Regions from separate parts of the Gossypium hirsutum genome. Here regions 1 and 3 are each linked to region 2. The links are chromatin contacts, called in public Hi-C maps. All regions are on one chromosome and are shown on one strand. The core of a region is the stretch at or near the end of the contact, and the rest is flanking DNA. Distances in the headings are between cores, read along the strand shown. Region 1 holds the start of LOC107887414 (germinal center kinase 1). Region 2 holds the start of LOC107887353 (50S ribosomal protein L18). Region 3 holds the start of LOC107887366 (eukaryotic translation initiation factor 5A-2).

Region 1 (3,623 bases), core at 1,040-3,539, 470 kb after region 2:
AAATGGGATTTGGATATCCAAACCAACACTATTCTCATCTCTGTTATATTCTCCCACAAGGCCGGCAGCCATGGGCCATCTTCTTTTCCCTTTCAAAACATTCCATAATGGCATATAACTAAGTAAGAAGATATCAGCATCTTTTTAGTGGATGTTAAGATTGATTCGGAAATGCATACATCCATATATATATATATATCAATCATTTTTCCCTCATCCAACCTTGTGTTATCGACGTTGTATGGCAATAATTTCCACCAAAAGCAGCAGAATGGGATGATAGAAGTGGACCCCCTCATCATTCAATTCCTTGTGCCGAAAGTTTCATTCACCCTATTGCCAAATTTAATCTGATTGAAATGTACACTTGAACCCCAGTTGTATCTTAGCTAACTCTCTCGTTTATATAGCAAAAAGAGTTTTCATGAGTGATAATAAATATATTACTGCAGGAGATGATGACTAACATGGTGAAACCACAAGTATTTGGTATGCAAATCAATTAAGTTGGTTCGAATCTTATTAATTAAAGGTGGTGTTATAAAAGTAGTTCAAAGATTCCTAATCATAATAATATATAAGGTATTCCATGATCACCAATGATCATTCAGAAATTATAGTGATTCAGTAAACAAGGGATAAGAGAATGTAGGTAGTGGCATATAATCATCTTTAATAAGTTAAAAAGGTGTTTTACTGTTTTGTTGATTTGAAAAGCAAATAGAAAATTTTGCTTTCATCAGGATTTTTATTTTCCAAAATATTTATCTTTTGTCATTAAGATCTCCAATATATATATATATATATATATATATTTAAAGCTCGTCTTCTACAACCATTGATATTGAGGTATTTGGGGATTTCGTACCCCTTCACCTCTTACTTAAAAAATTCAATATGGATATTTATTCTCCAAACTCAAAAAACAAATCTTTTTATTTTATTAGTAGTCAAATTATGAATTTAGTCAATTTTAGTCTTATACTTTTCAAATTTTAAAATTTTAGTCCTCTTAATTTAAGCAATAGCAATTAAACTTGTTAGGTCAAATTTTGCTATTAGTCTAGCACTATGTGTAAATTGTGTATTTAGTCTATATTCAATTTGATCATTTTTAGTCCCTATACTTTTTGAATTTTCAAATTTTAGTCCTGGCGCCGTTAAATCCATTAACTAAAATAACATGACTTTTTTATAAGTATTATGTGAAAATAGCAAGTTGACATATTACTACATGTGTGATAATGTTTGCCAAAAAATATAATTTAATAAATTGTTAGTCTACCATTTGGGTCAGGATTAAACCTGATTATGGGTCGAACCATCTTCCCAAACCCAAAGGCCCGCCCGAAAAGTGGGAGGGTTTAGGCAAAAATTTAAGCTCGAAAATAGGCTTGAACAAAAAATAAGACTCGTTTTCTAAACAAGTCGGGTCTCGAGTAAGATTTTTTTTGCCTGGGCCCGACCTGACTCAAATTTGCCTAAATATTTTTACTGTTGTTTGCTATTGTTTTGTTGTTGTTTACTGTCATTTTGAATCTTGATGTTGTTTTGCTACTATTTTGCTATTATATTACTACTATTTTGTTGCTACTGTTTGGATATTGTATAGATATTGTTTTATTATTAATTTTGCTACTATTTTAGAGGCATTTGTTTGTTAAGTTGCAACTATTTTAGTGTTATTTAAGTATAAAAAGTTTTTTTAAATGTTTTTTCAATTGGTTGGAGAACATTTATTTTAATGTTTTTAGTGTACTTGATGTATTATATTTCTTAAATTTGTTTTTAAGTAAAAATAATATAAAATTTTTTTACATGAGCAGGCCATTCGGGCTCGGGTTTAGCACTTTTATTAGGCTTGGACAAAATTTTAGTCACATTTTTTGGGCCAAGCCTGGGTAGAAAACAAGCCTAAAGTTTTGCATTGGCCCAGCCCGACTCATGATCAGGTTTAGTTAATGACTAAAATTTCAAAATCTGAAAAGCAAAATGGAAAAAATTAAAGAATAGAGTCTAAACATGCAACTTAGACATTGTAGAAGGACTAGTAGCAAAAATTGACCAGTATTCAAACTTATTTCTTTTTTATTGCCAGAAACGGCTTATGGTATTCTTAGGGCCAATGTATCTATAATAGGCCCAATTAGAAGGAAGGAATTTCTATGAGTAGCGGGCTGAAGACCGACTCCATTTGAAAAATCATGCTGAAACCTGGAATGGCCCAAAAAATTACAATCCAGTATACGACACATGGCGGGGCCCATTAAATTTCCGATTTAACAAATTACAGTTATTCTTTCTTTAGCGCCGACGGCTACCTGCGAATTCTGCGTTCACTGCTCTGACCGCTCTGACATTTTCATGCACTCACACTCTCCGACCGGAGACAGGAAAAAAAACATGGAGCAACCGCTGACGTCTCGAAGGACCCGTAAATCTCAAGCGAAATCCGAGCTATACTCTACCTTTGTCATTCATTCCGGTTCTGAATCCGATTCCGATTCTGGCAAATCTAAACCGAAACCGCAACCATCTCGTGACCCGGACCTTTACGCCACAATGGTTTACAAAGACGTTGACGAAGAAGGTGAAGATGGATCTTCCATCCCTCCTCCCTTCAAATGTGCGCCGAAACTCTTTGGCGGCGGAGGGGGCACTCCTTCCGACGCCGAAGATGGCAGTGGCGATGCAGGAGATTTGGGAACCATGATCGTGAAAAGGGATCATGTTCGTGAAGCTCGCTGTGGAACGCCGTCTTCGTTTAATCCACCGGCCTTAGCGGGGGTGAGCCCAATTAGAGCAAGGGGAGATGAAATGGACGTTGATGAGGAAGAGGAGGATGAAGGTGAAGGTTTTGGGACGTTCGTGGTGAGATCAACGGTGAGGAACGAGAGAGAAGGGAGCGGGACGGTGGTGAACAGAGCGGTGGCGAGTATGGGAGAGCTAGGTTTTGGGAAACAAAAGACATCTACTTCGACGACGCCTTTGCAAGGGGAAGAGAGTCGGTTCTTGCAAAATAATAAGGTTTTGTCGAGTTCAGTTCCCGACTGCGTTATCAGAGAAGATCCTTCCACAAAATATGAGTTACTCAATGAGCTCGGTGAGTTTAATCGCAGTGATAATCATCGTTATTCTTATTCTCATATAATCGTGTTTTTCCATGCTAATGCTAAATGAACTATATTTTTCTTTTAAGGAAGGGGATTTAATTGATTTTAGGGCCATTAAGACCAAAAGAAAAGCTGATATTGGATTTTTGGGTGGCAGGGAAAGGATCTTATGGGGCAGTTTATAAGGCTAGAAATATAAGAACTTCCGAGCTTGTTGCCGTTAAAGTTATATCATTAAGTGAAGGGGTGCGCATGATTTTCTTGTTTGTATTTGATATACTTGATGGCATTGACTTGATTAATCAGCAGTCGTGATCGATCAAGTAATTTTTTTTAGGAAGAAGAGTATGAAGAAATTCGTGGTGAAATTGAGATGTTGCAGCAATGTAGTCATTCAAATGTTGTCCGGTACTTCGGGAGCTACCCTGGGGAAGAATATCTTTGGGTTGGTGTTATAAGCATTTTTCTCCATCAAAATTTAGTTTCAATTTGGAGTTAATTTCAGTTTCT
Region 2 (3,655 bases), core at 652-3,151:
CAAGCTTAAAGTGACCGAAAATCTTGTCCCTTTTTCTTTCTTCAATTCGGCCAAGAAAAACCAAAAAAATATGAAGCTTTGTTTTCATCACCTCTTTTTCTATTATTTTTTTATATACATTAATACTATAAAATATAAAGCCACTTCACTAATAAACAATACATATATTCTAAATAAAACCATATCATGGCCGGCCATTACACAACAAAATAGATATTTGACATGCAAGTCCATCTTTTTGTATTTATGCATTAATAGGCCACTTTAAAATTAATCTAACATATTTCATAATTGTCTCACCTAAGTCCTATTTAATAAATTTCACATACAAATGACAAAATTAAAGCATGAAACTTTCACACTTGCATGTACACATACTATAAGCATAGAATATAACAGTTAATTATTTTTTTATGACTTGGTTTTGTGGTCCCGAAACCACTTTCCGACTAGGGTCAAATTAGGGCTATTACAAGGGTGATCCACTAGCGAGATGAGTCCGCACCATTGCCTCCAAGCTACAAGCACCTTTAATGTCGAACAAGTCATATGTCACGGATCAACAGAAGCACAAAATTGATACCTAATAGACAAAGCTTTCATTGGCGTTATTCCAAAGATTTTACGCCTAATTCTTTTACGAAGTTCTGTCAAATCTATGTTCTGATTAAAAACCAGTCGCACTGTATTTTTCGATTAAAAAACAATGCCGTTCTTGGTGTGACGGACCTTACCATCATAGTAAATAACAGCACTAATACGTTCACTCATCTTCAATTTCTATTCTGCTTAGCGTCTCTAATTTTTCTTGCTGTAACTTATGCAACCTGAGAATAAAATTTGGCTCATTTATAGCCTAAGGCCAAATAGGAACTACTGTAGAAAAAGAGCATCCACGTGAGAGCTTTTTCAGTACTTTTGCTGACAGTGCATCCTACTTGAAGCATTTTTTACACTATTTGTTCAGAAACATATTCTCAAAATTATTTTTTTAGAAACTACTGTAGAAAAATAGTGTCCACATGGGAGCTTTTTTCAGTACTTTTGCTGACAGTTCATCCTGCTTAAAGCATTTTTGACACTATTTGTTTAGAAATATCTTCTCAAAATTATTTTTTCAGAAACTACTGTAGAAAAAGAGCATCCACGTGGGAGCTTTTTTCAATACTTTTGCTGACAGTGCATCTTACTTGAAGCGTTTTTTACACTATTTATTCAGAAACATCTTCTCAAGATTATTTTTTCAAAAACTATTGTAGAAAAAAAGCATCCAAGTGGGAGCTTTTTTTAGTACTTTTGCTGATAGTTCATCCAGCTTGAAGCATTTTTGACACTATTTGTTCAGAAATATCTTCTCAAAATCATTTTTTCAGATACGTCTTCTCTAATTTATTTTTTAGATACGTCTTCTCTAATTTATTTTTTCAGAAACTACTGTAAAAAAAATTTTATTCCTAATATATTTTTTCCATAACCCTAAACACAAAATCATTTAAAAAATTAATCCATAATTTAATTAATTAACCCTAAACCTTAATCTAATTTATTTTTTAAATTAATAATTAATTTAATTAACTCAAAACCCTAATTTATTTTTTTTCTTAAAAATTCTAAACCTTAAAACCTTAACCCTAACCCTAAATGCAAAAAAAATCCTAACCCTAAAAAAAAGGACAAAATGCGTCCTTAGAGAGCATTTTGCCACGTCAGCACAAAACGCACCATTGAGGACGCTCCCTAAGGGACGCGTTTTGCTGACATGTCACCTGACATCGCGCTAACGTGAGCGCGCTTTGGGGGAATTCGGCCATTTCCAGTAAATAATTAAAAAGTTGACCCATTTCCGTAAATATTAAAAAAAAAACTTTTTCTTGTAAATTGCCCCCAAGTTTACTTTCTTTGGATATCTCTGGACAAAAAAGTAAATCTGTTTTTCAATTTGAAAAAGAAGAAGGGAAATGTGTAGAAAAAATCCCAGGACAAAAATATCAAAGAAACCTTAAGCCGGGGTTTCTACAGGAGTAAACTCAATTGTTGTGTCCACGGTCTGATCCGGGGTGGCCCAATGTAGAAGAAGCCTTCGTTTTTAAGCCCTGAATTAGCCTTAGAAGTAAAACCCGGACACAACTGGCGGAGGAAAAAAATGGTGTCGATAATCGTATCTTCTTCAGCTTTACCAACGCGGTCCCTCAACTCATTCCCGACTCACTCTGAACGCTCCAACAAACTCACCTCACTGTCATGGACCTCTTCGTTTCCCAGTATCAACATATCCATTAACTCATTCACGCTCCCTCCTGCTCCCTCTCTTAACAAGGTATTCCTTTTTCTTTTTTTTTTGTTTAAACATTATTGTGTTTTGGTTCCTGGGAAAGGAAATTTGATGAAGTAACGGGTCTTTTATGTTTGATTATGCTGTTATAAGTGTCCTAGGCATGTGAAAAAAAATGGGTTAGTAATTAACTATATAAACTTGGAAAGATGGGGTTTAAATTGTTTACTTGATGGCAATTGTAAGCTGGGTTTTGGGTTGCCTTTCATGTTGTAGCTGAATAAGCATGCTTGATTAATGACCAATATTTGTTTTTTCATTAACTTATTTTCATAGATTATATATGTTCTTTCCATAGAGGGATCAGTGTTAGGGGAAGCATTTTAGGTTATAATTGGAGTCAAAACTCTTTATTCTGCAACTGAGTAAATCAGAGCGTTTAGCAGTTGAATATGGTGATATTAGGTGTTCGAGAGTCTGCAAAATGTGCTGACCTGGTAAATATGAAATTCGATTTCTCGAAAATTCTATAACAAAATGTTGTCTCAAAACTTGCCTTTTTTGGTTTAGTAATTCCAGTTTGCCTGCTGGTTTGTTCCACGAGGTGATGTTTGTAAGACAATATTTTATAAGCTTGTCCTTTGCGGCGGAGCCCTTTTGTTGATATACTCTTCTAATTGAACTCAAAGATGTCTTATGAAGTTGATAAGAGTTTACTGGTTTGGAAGGGATAATCTCTTTTCTGTATGAAAGTAGAGATATATACTATGCCAAATAAAGTTTCATAATTTAGAAATCGGATCATTATTGTTTGTATCGAATATGCCTAGACCTAGAAGATTTTAAACAGCCTTTTTGCGCTGTGGAGATTTATCTCGAGGAAAATGATGTGAAGTACACCCTGTTTCCGATGAAAAGATTATAAAATCTTACTTCCATTCTCTGGAGTTAAAGAATATCATGGTGCTCCTGTTTTGATGGTTGAGAAGATATAACATCTTGTCTTGAGGTTTGATTCGTTACTTACCGGCTTGTTCACAGGGACAGTTAACATCATTGCTGAATTTTACTAGCAAGCTCCAAAATAAAATGTTTTTGAGCTTAGATTTTGTTTAAATTTAGAGAATAAAAATCTCCTCTCATCATTGTTCTTATGTTCCATGGGGTTGGGTTTTATTATAGTATGATCAATGATAAAATATGGGTAGAAGTACCATGGAGGCCCTTATACTAGGAGGGAAATTGTATATTGCCCTTCTACTTTAAAAAATGGGCAAATTAGTCATATAGATTAGATCAGTGAGCAAACTAGTTCTATTAACAATTTCATCAGTTTTTACTGTTAAAAACTGATCCTTATATGTCAGCATAAGGTATACGTGG
Region 3 (3,573 bases), core at 1,063-3,562, 510 kb before region 2:
ATCTGAGATTTGAACTTCTCCCAACGGATGCCAAAGATTTGCCATCGTGTTCTTCATTACTGGAAAGTGCACCACACTCGCCGTTAAAAAACGCATCCAACCAAACTGCAATCATAGATCAATTTTCATGAGATCTCGTTAGTAGGCAAAATCAAAACTTCTTCTTCACCATCCTTTATATTGAGATATGCCAGTTCTTTTTCCATTTCGACAAAGCCCTAATAGAACATTCTTTAATTGAAAACAGTAGAATAGAACAACATGAATAAAAAAACAAAATCACAAGACGTGCTACAGAGAGTAGATTAGAAAACAACCTTTATGATTTTTTTTTAAATAGTAGAGGTTGCAGAGATTTTAATTTTTATAATTTTATTTATTAAAATATTTATAATTTTTTTATTATTCTTTATAAGTTTATATCAATTTTATATTTTAAATTTTAATAATTTTTCAGATATATATATTTTTTATGGAAAAAAATATATTAAACTAGAAGTTGCCACATGTCACAATTTGATTGATCCGTCAATTTATTTTAACGATCAACGTGATCAATGATGGGAATTATTAATAGAAAGATTTAATTGATTTTTTTGTTAACGAAAGGAACTTAATTAAGTGTGAATTTAATATAGAAATTTAACTTATACTTTTCTATTTTTAAAATTTTTTTTTGACATAAACTTAAATAAAAATAAAAGGTTTTTTAAAAGAGAACTAAAGAGAAGTTATAATATCGTATAACATTTTTTTTGTAATGTAATGAAAAAGTAAAGAAGTAACTAAAAATTAAAAAAAATGATTGCATGAAATAATTTCACATAACTTTTATTATTTTTTCAATAGGAGAAAAATTAAGAAGAAAAATATAATTTATTATTCTCCTATTAAACAAATAAAAATAACATAAAATCACAATTTAATATAACCTCTCCTCAATAAAATATAAGCAAATGCAGGGTTTTTTACCCCAATATTATAAAAAAATTATACACCAAAATGGGTTGTCAGCCAGATTAATTACGAAAATGGTATACTTTTTGGGGTCGTGCCTACCTGACAGGCACAACCTATTATTTTATTATTAAAATTTTTTTGTTTTAAAAAATTATTATTATATTATTTTTAATATTTATATTAATATATAGATAAAAATACGGGTTTTATACAGATAAAAAATACCCGAAACGGGTCGAGCCTGTCAGGTAGGCACGACTAGTCGTGCCTAATAGGCAGGCACAACACCCTGCACATTTCCCTTTTCTTTCTTTGCATTTTACAAAAAATTGGTCTTATATCACTTTTGGTCTCTCTACTAGGCCTAAAATTAAAATTCAATCTTTATACTTGAATTTCTACAATAATATTTGGTCCTATTTTTTATAATTTTTTTCCAAATAATTAATATTGTTAATTACTCTGTTAAAGTTTTTAACGTGTTTTTTAAACAAAATATTAGTTTAACAAAACAATGATATGTTAAGCTGTAATAAGTTTTAAATAATAAAATTTCTAACAAAAATGTATTCCAACTTAACATATCATTGTTTTGTTAAACTAATATTTTGTTTAAAAAAACACGACAAAAATTTTATCAGAGTAATTAACAAAAATTTTAATAAAATTTTGTTAGAAATTTTATTATTTAAAACTTATTCCAACTTAACATATCATTGTTTTGTTAAACTAATCAAAAATTTTATAGAGTAATTAACAAAAATTTTAATACAATTTTGTTAGAAATTTTATTATTTAAAATTTATTCTAACTTAACATATCATTGTTTTGTTAAACTAATTTTTTGTTTAAAAAAACACGTCAAAAATTTTATCAAAGTAATTAACAATATTAATTATTTGGAAAAAAAATTATAAAAAATAGAACCAAATATTATTGTAGAAATTCAAGTATAAAGATTGAATTTTAATTTTAGGCTTAGTAGAGGGACCAAAAGTGATATAAGATCAATTTTTTGTAAAATGCAAAGAAAGGGAAATGTGCAGGGTGTTGTGCCTACCTGTCAGGCACGACTAGTCGTGCCTACCTGACAGGCTCGACTCGTTTCGGGTATTTTTTATCCGTGTAAAACCCGTATTTTTATCTATATATTAATATAAATATTAAAAATAATATAATAATAATTTTTTAAAACAAAAAAAGAAATTTAATAATAAAATAATAGGTTATGCCTATTAAGTAGGTACGACCCCAAAAAGTATACTATTTTTGTAATTAATCTGACTGACAACTTATTTTGGTGTATAATTTTTTTTTTATAATATCAGAGTAAAAAACCCGTAAATGCATTTGAGGCAAAACGTCCTTTACACGCAGACCTAAAAGATATTTTCCAATCCCACAATGGACTACACTCTCTCCCCACTTCAACATACTTGACTTTACCCAAATTTCCCACATTTCCTAAAATAAAATAAATAAATAAAACGAAGTTAACCCTGCATTTTCATACATTTTCACAGTTATAAAATCCATTTCCCTTTTGTCTCAATCGCTGCTTTTCCAGTGTTTCTCTATTGTTTTTTTTTAAAGCGGTGATGTCGGACGAGGAGGACCACTTCGAGTCTAAAGCTGATGCTGGAGCTTCTAAAACTTATCCCCAGCAAGCTGGTACCATCCGTAAGAACGGTTACATTGTTATTAAAGGCCGTCCTTGCAAGGTTAGCCTAAATCATTTTATTTTGTTGGTAAAATTTTTAACTCATTTTTTTTATGATAATTCTTAAATCTGGCAATTGGCTGAAAAGGAAATTATTAAATAATTTAATTTTTGATCTCTAAATACGGTTTGGGTAGAGTCATACTATTTGATTTTGTATTTGGTGCATATGATGTTGTACATGTTGCGGAAGCGACGATAATATTAATAACAATATTATCAGAAATATTTAGATAATTATTATGCCAACAATTATACTAAGAAAATTCCCAGTTAAATTGGAGGGGTCACAATGGTCCCGCTTAAAACCCAACAACTAGACAGAACTCACTTAGATATTTATAGCAATAATAACTAAATAAATATAACCAATATAAAGCTATTAAATAAAAGCAAACAAATAAGAAATAAAATACCAGAGTTTTAACGAGGTTCGGCCAATTTAGCTTACGTCCTCGGACACTACCAAATTAATATTTCCTCTAGAAATATTACAAAGGAGAAGATTTTGGGATAATACAACCAAAGGGGGAGGGGTTCTATATATAACAAACCAAACCCCCTCCATTTCTATCTTTTCCTAATGTGGGATATTGCCAATATTCAACAAATCTCCACCTTGGCGATATTCCACATCTTCGAACATCTTCTCATAACACAAACTTCAATAGTGTCTTCAATTTTGCAACCAATCGCCTTCTTCCCTTTTGGTAGTTGTGCCAGCTTCCACATCTTGTTTTTCTCTAGAGATTGCATTTCCTCTTCCATTGCACCTAACCATCTATAATTCTCTAAACTCTGAATGGCTTCGGTGTAAGTGGATGGAATATTATCAACAACTGGAAGTGCATAAGCTACCATGTCAGTGAAACGAGCAGGTTTCTGAATTTCTC

Evidence for each region. Hi-C and Micro-C count contacts between places; a contact is called where the count stands out from the background.
Region 1: a Hi-C map of leaf shows a contact between it and region 2, with 1.7 times the contacts expected there. The contact joins the promoter of LOC107887414 here to the promoter of LOC107887353 in region 2. A contact is called at or near these places in 4 of 34 Hi-C or Micro-C datasets (callus and leaf).
Region 3: a Hi-C map of leaf shows a contact between it and region 2, with 2.2 times the contacts expected there. The contact joins the promoter of LOC107887366 here to the promoter of LOC107887353 in region 2. A contact is called at or near these places in 2 of 34 Hi-C or Micro-C datasets (both in leaf).

Annotation. Positions count from the first base shown.
Region 1 is chrA03:68,373,178-68,376,800 of Gossypium_hirsutum_v2.1, forward strand. It overlaps LOC107887414 (germinal center kinase 1), which reads left to right and starts at 2,290. Exons shown (of 18, transcript XM_016811651.2): 1 at 2,290-3,103; 2 at 3,271-3,359; 3 at 3,451-3,558. The coding sequence starts at 2,365.
Region 2 is chrA03:67,899,927-67,903,581 of Gossypium_hirsutum_v2.1, forward strand. It overlaps LOC107887353 (50S ribosomal protein L18), which reads left to right and starts at 1,902. Exons shown (of 2, transcript XM_016811558.2): 1 at 1,902-2,317. The coding sequence starts at 2,144.
Region 3 is chrA03:67,387,682-67,391,254 of Gossypium_hirsutum_v2.1, forward strand. LOC107887366 (eukaryotic translation initiation factor 5A-2) reads left to right here and starts at 2,313. Exons shown (of 5, transcript XM_016811573.2): 1 at 2,313-2,681. The coding sequence starts at 2,559.